Regions from separate parts of the Mus musculus genome. Here region 1 is linked to region 2. A link is a contact called in public promoter capture Hi-C data. All regions are on one chromosome and are shown on one strand. Each heading gives the region's core, a stretch centred on a gene start, on an enhancer-like site or on the middle of the called end of the contact. The rest is flanking DNA. Distances are from core to core; before and after follow the strand shown. Region 1 holds the start of Eef1akmt3 (EEF1A lysine methyltransferase 3). Region 2 holds the start of Pmel (premelanosome protein).

What was found. Promoter capture Hi-C pulls out the DNA fragments that hold promoters and counts their contacts.
Region 1: a promoter capture Hi-C map of embryonic stem cells shows a contact between it and region 2, with 4 times the contacts expected there. The contact joins the promoter of Eef1akmt3 here to the promoter of Pmel in region 2. A contact is called at or near these places in 5 of 39 promoter capture datasets (the C10 cell line, cranial neural crest, embryonic stem cells and 2 more) and 1 of 9 other capture datasets (liver).

The regions. Positions count from the first base shown.
Region 1 is chr10:127,039,726-127,042,770 of GRCm38.p6, forward strand. It overlaps Eef1akmt3 (EEF1A lysine methyltransferase 3), which reads right to left and starts at 1,669. Exons shown (of 3, transcript NM_001205036.1): 1 at 1,493-1,669; 2 at 1,263-1,374. The coding sequence starts at 1,669. It overlaps Mettl1 (methyltransferase like 1), which reads left to right and starts at 2,207. Exons shown (of 6, transcript NM_010792.1): 1 at 2,207-2,345. The coding sequence starts at 2,254.
Region 2 is chr10:128,704,433-128,707,622 of GRCm38.p6, forward strand. It overlaps Pmel (premelanosome protein), which reads left to right and starts at 1,826. Exons shown (of 11, transcript NM_021882.4): 1 at 1,826-1,926. The coding sequence starts at 1,854. It overlaps Cdk2 (cyclin-dependent kinase 2), which reads right to left and starts at 619. Exons shown (of 8, transcript NM_183417.3): 1 at 280-619. The coding sequence starts at 395.

The DNA.
Region 1 (3,045 bases), core at 419-2,918, 1.7 Mb before region 2:
ATACACACATATACCCACAAACACATATACATACATGTACACAGGCATACATACACACAGACACAGACACACACCTTTCCCCTTTGCCTCCTTCCCTCCCTTCCTACCTGAAATGGGGTCTTACTCCGTAGCCCAGGCTAGCCTTGACTTTACCGAGACACCCCTAATTCCTGCATGCTGGGATTACAGGCATGAACCACTCCACTTGGCTCCTTTGCTTTTCATGTAACTTGCTCACTCCCATCCAGCCGCCTTCCTCCAACTCATCTGCCTGTGCTTCCCCTTGATGGACTGCTCAGCCCTCAAGGTAGCTAGTGAGAGCACAGCCATGCTACCCAGACCTCACCATCATGTATGTTCCGTAGCATCTTCCCACATTGTCCCTCGATAGACTACAAGTTCCTTGGCACACAGAGAATACATATTGACTGACTGAAGGAATAAATATAAGAATTAATGTCTGCCTCTGCAAAGACTGCCCTTGATGTGACCCACTTCTGTTCCTACAAATAAGGACATCTGGTTTACACGACTTAGATCACTAGGCAAGAAGCTTTTGTAGGTTTTTGCTCAAAGTGAAGCACAATTTCCCTGACCTTTTCCTTTCCCAGGTCTCAGCTGCTTAATTACCAATTACCACCCATATATATATTCACACTCGGGTCCTTCAAAATTCATAACCTTGCTTCTTCTAGTATTAAAAACCCTAGGCTCTATTGCAGTACGGTAGCACACACCTATAATCCCAGCACTAGGAAAAAGTAAGACAGGAGGACCAGGCAGGAATTCAAGGCTAATCTCTACGTAATGAGTTTTAGGCCAGCCTGGACAACAAGAGAGCCTGTCTCAACCAGACTACAAAACCACACCCACACCCCCTACCCACACACACACACACACCCAAAAAAAAGAAAGGAAAGAAAAAGATATTTAAAAGATCCTAACATAACAAAGCTACAAATCTTTGATGAGGTTCACTGTCCTAGGTCTCTCCTTCAGAAAATCCATGCAAGCATTTTAGCGAAAGAGCATCTCCAGTTTTTTTTTTTTTTCACGGAAAGCCTATCTTATTTGTTTCAGGTACCCTGAAGCCAACTAGCTTGAGTGTTCTGAACACTCGTCAGCGCTGTCTGCCTTGCAGGAGAATAGAGGTTTGTTAAAAGGAAAGAACTGAGCTGAGTTCTACCCACCCCCAGGAATCCACGTCCTCACTTCTCCACACTCCAGCTCCCCTCCTCCCGCCGCAATGCCAGCTCACGCACCCTGCAGCGCCGCCAAGATTCCCACGATGCCCGTCCCCGCGCCCAGTTCGATCACCTTCTTGCCTCGAAAATCCACATTTTGACTCTCGAAATAGTCACACAGGCTCAGAGCCTATGAGGAAGGGAAAAAGAAAGTGGGAAACTGTCAGAACGGTGTCTCCATATGGGAGAGCCGGGGTCCGGGGACTGGACCTCTCAGGGACCCTCACTTAGGGCAGCCCATTCCTCACCGCATCCCACACGCGTGCCGCCACCCCAAGGCGCGACCCAAAGTTCTGCGTGATGCTCAGCTCGTGCCCACAGAAGCAGAACCGGCTGCTCTCTGAGTAAGAGTCTGTGAAGAGCCGGATCTCCCGTGGGAACACGGATTCGGGCTCAGTTTCCGGATCGGTGCGAGAGCTGGCCATCCGGCAGATAGAGTCCCCGAGCACCCCGGCCAGCGCTCGGATCCCCTCTATCGGTGCGGGGTTGAGGCTGGGGACTGCCAGCCATATGGGCTGCTCCCAGGCACCGGGCCCCGCCTCCCCAGTTCGCTCTCCTTCCTCCAGCTGGACTTCCTAGAGATGGATGGGGATGACCCCCGAGCCCGGGTACCTGGCGCACACAGAACAGGACCCACACAACACCATACGGGCCAGACTTGGTTTGAGACCACCCGGAGAGAGAAGAAATGATGCTTGAGTTTACTGTCAGAGGCGGGTCCCTCACATCCCGCTCACCTGTGGGGCGCACAGGTACCTGTGGGCATTTGAGAACCCAGACTAGGCCAGAACGACCCAAGGGAGGATGCGGGGTGCCCGGAGCTGGCCTCCCCAAAGCACGGTTAGCAATAGCAGGGCGCAGGTTTCCCCTCCCACTCCCTTCAGGGTCCTTTCCCTACGGTGCTACAGAATTTGCTCTTCGCTCTTTAAAAGGCGGGGCCCGCTGGCGGTCCGCGGGCTGCGTCATCACCTCGCGCCGCGAGCTCGGCTCTCCACGTGGACTGCGTGGCATGATGGCGGGAGCCGAAGCCCCCCAGCCGCAGAAGCGCTACTACCGGCAGCGCGCCCACTCCAACCCCATGGCAGACCACACACTGCGCTAGTGAGCGGGCCCGGCGGGGTCCGGGAGGGAGGGAAGGCGGTCGCGCAGGGGCCACCGCTAGGACTTGCGATGGAGCGGGGAGGGTTGTCCGGGTGACACGTCAGCTGAGGATGGCTTAGGGAGATTGGGCAGAAGGCGGAGTTGGCCGGCTGGGAGGGGTCGCGGTGTTGGAGACTTAAAGTCTGGGTGGACTTGCCAGCCAGATCTAGGAAGAGGGGGGAAAAACTATTGCCAAAATGAAGCGAAGCAAGTTGTCATTTCCACCTTCCGGTTTTTCTTTTTAATTTGGTTTGGATTTTGGAGACAGGGTTTCTCTGTGTAGCCCTAGTTGTCCTGGCACTCACTTTGTAGATCAGGCTGGCCTCGAACTCACAGAGATACAGCTTCCTCTGCCTCCTGAGGGTGTGCACCACTACACCCGGCTCCGATTTGGGTTTTTTAATTTATAAAAAGATAAACATATATACACACTCCTGGCCACTCCTTGTTCCATCCTCGCCACACAAAATACATAAACAAAGAGGGCTGGAGAGATGCCTCAGTGGTTAAGAGCGCTTGACTGCTCTTCCAGAGGCCCCAGCAATCACATGGTGGCTGGAAACCACTTCTAATGGGATCTGATTGCCTCTCCTGGTGTGCATGAAGACTGAACACTCATACACATAAAATGCAAAATACACGGGTAAATAAAAATTTTAAA
Region 2 (3,190 bases), core at 576-3,075:
CCACCCCACAACTTTCTCTTCCCAAGTCTCTCGGCTAGCAGATTTGGGAGCACACCGGCTGGAGCACTGCAAGAAACTTTCCCCTGGATTCCAGCCCCGGACAGTCTCCTCCGGTAGAGCCTCCACGGTCGGCCAACCCACCGCTCGCTTCACGCGTCCCTCCCTCCCTCCCCGCTACCTTCCGGTCCGGGGACGCTACCCGCCTGTTGGGGTAGGGGGTTGGGAGGGGGACAGCCAAGAGGTCCGGGCAAAGGAGTTCCGGCTCCGGAGGCCACTCACGTGTCGAGCCGGATCTTCTTAAGCGCCACAACTTCTCCCGTCAACTTGTTTTTGGCTTTGTACACCACTCCGTACGTGCCCTCTCCAATCTTCTCCACCTTTTGGAAGTTCTCCATGGAGCGCTAGTGAGGCGGCTCAGGCCCCCGGGAGCGGGGCCCGGGAACCCTGACGAAAGCGGGCCCGACACTCGGAGCGGAGGACCTGGGGGACCCCGGGTGAGCACGGCAGTCCCAGCTCGGGATGGAACGCAAGGAGAGCTCAGCCCTTGACAATTTGTCCAACTTGAAACAATGTTGCCGCCTCCCCCACTGCTCCAGACGGCCATCCGAGACCCCGCCCCTCCTTCCCGCGTTTCCCTGGCCCCGCCCCCCGCCCTTCCGATTGGTTCACGTCACGAGGGCGGACCGGACCATCGCGCTCCCGCCTCAGAGGCCCCGCCCTGGGCGGGCGAGCCGCGGGGCAGCTGCACAACTTTCCCGCAGTTCCTGGTTTAGGCTCCGCAGGCCGGAACTGGTGGTGTTTCTGGTCTACGGATTTCCTTACCTTTCCCTCACAATTTTCACCACCCCTTGGGTGAGATTAAAATTCCACCTGGACAAGAGAGTCTCTTTTAAAAAGCAAAACCTGGGAATCTTTAAAAGAAAAAGAATAATGTATTTTATTTTAAATGGTGTGTGGGTCTGTGTGTCTGCATTTAAGTTTTCACAGAAGCAGCAGGTGCCCTGGAGCTGAGGTTCTAGGCGGTCGTGAGCCTAACTTGGGTGCTGGAGCTGAACTCTGGTCTTCTGCAAGAGCGGCTTGCGCTCTTAACAGCGGTGCTGTTTCTCCAGCACTCTCGCCTGCTTTTTGGAAACATCTCATAATGCAGCCCTTGTTGGCTGGAATGCGTTCAAAAGTCCAGGTTGTCTTCGAACTCACAGAGATCCGTTTGTCTCGGTCTCCATGTGGGGCACAAAATCCGGTCTCTCTCTCTCTCTCTCTCCCACACACACTCCCTCCTTCTCGCCTCCCTCCGCTTTCTTTTTATTTTTCTGAGACAAGGTTTCTCTGTGTAATCTTGGCTGTCCTGGAACTCTAGTCCAGGCTGGAAAATCGGGACTCTTATTGTAAAGGATTCTTTGGCTAGATAATAGAGTCGTTTCTCAGCCTAGCTTAATACTGTCTCACTGTTTCGGGGTTCATTGGCTGCCTGTGTTGTTTTATTGCTGGCAATCTACCCTCCCAGCCCCTTCTGGATGCTTTTGGATAAAGGTGCTGTTTCTGTCTTAAGGATCTCTTGGTTTGACACAATTCTCTTCACTCTGTCTTGCTGAATTGTGACTGTTAAGTATGTGAATTGAGGCTGCCCATCAGTGAACTCTTTCCAGAATAAGTGTGTCAGTGAATGTGACCCAGCGAAACCAGAAACTGTCATTGAGCTGTGTGGGATGAAATCAGTTCTGGCCCTTTCCTTCTTCCCAGGTTTCCCCTCCTCTGGAGGGAGAGGAGGAAGGCCTATGCAAATGACCATCCCTTTCTATATAGGGGCTCGCTCCCACCCCCTGGTACCTTTGGCTGCTGGCAAGAGGACCACTATGGGTGTCCAGAGAAGGAGCTTCCTTCCCGTGCTTGTGCTGAGTGCTCTGCTGGCTGTGGGGGCCCTAGAAGGTGAGTGTGGGTGGGTGGTCAGGAGCAAGTGCTATTAGCAATTGAACACCAGCTCTGGGTTTCCCCCTTCTAATCAGACAAGTCAAAATACTTTAGGCTTGTCCTATTTGATTTTAGTGAAGATATGGTTTTGTTTGGTTTTTTTATTTGTTCAAGACAAGGTCCAGTGTAGCCCAGGCTAGCCTCAGATTCACTGTGTACCCACGGATGAACTCAAACTCCTCATCTACCTCCTAAGTACATACTTAAACCGTTGTGCCCAGCTTTAGATGTGAACCTTAGGATCAAGCATAGAGGTATCCCTATCTGATGCAGGGGGCAGAAGGCATGGCACTAATTCTGAGGCTGCTTGGAGCACTCAGCGAAATAGGGGCTCCAAGGAGGTGACATGGTGACATGTCCATGGTGACATGGAGATCCTTTGGGTAATATCTTAAATGCAGTGATAGGAGATGTAAAGTAGAGAGAAAAAGAGTAGGGTATTCAGGAAGGCCAAACTGACAGACCACCTCTGCATCAGGGGTGCGGATGGATGAATGTATCCCAGGCTTGTCTCAGAAGGGTCTCAGCTGAGCATCACATGAAAGGACTCTGGGGGATTGAGACCTCGTGACAGGAGCAAGAGGAGGGAGTTAAGGATGGCGAGAGGGTCTGGAATGTCCCGTGCTGCTGAGGAGGGAGAGTGGGCAGTCAAAAAGAATGGTGCGTCTTATGACTGTTCTTGCTTCAGTGGTCAAGCGCTCCCTGAGATGAACATAGAACAGCCCCCCCCCTCCCCCCTCCCAGCAGAACCCTGGGCTTCCTGTGGACGTTAGAATTGGGTTAAGGACACTTCTCTGTGCTGTAATATATTATATATATATTACATACATACACATTATATATATCTGGTTTCTTCACTTGTACTATAATTTCTCTTTTCTTTTCATTACTTTTCTGAGATGTTGTTTGCGATGTTCTGTTCATACCCACACATCTGAGTGAGGCCCTTAAGATACTCTGCTTGCATTTCACACACTGACTTTAGTTTTTGTTTGGGGGCTGTCCCCCCACCACTACCATGTGAGTCTGGGGAACAAACTCAGGTTGTCAGGCTGGGCAGAAAGCCTCTTTACCCCATAAGCCACCTCACTTGTCCAAGAGTTTCTTCTAAATACATATTTTAGACAAAAACAGCAACCAAGAAGGATAGAGCAAATGTGTCCAAATGTTGGTGGATTTTGGATTTGGGTGAAGGGATGTGGACATCCATTTTATTCCTTTC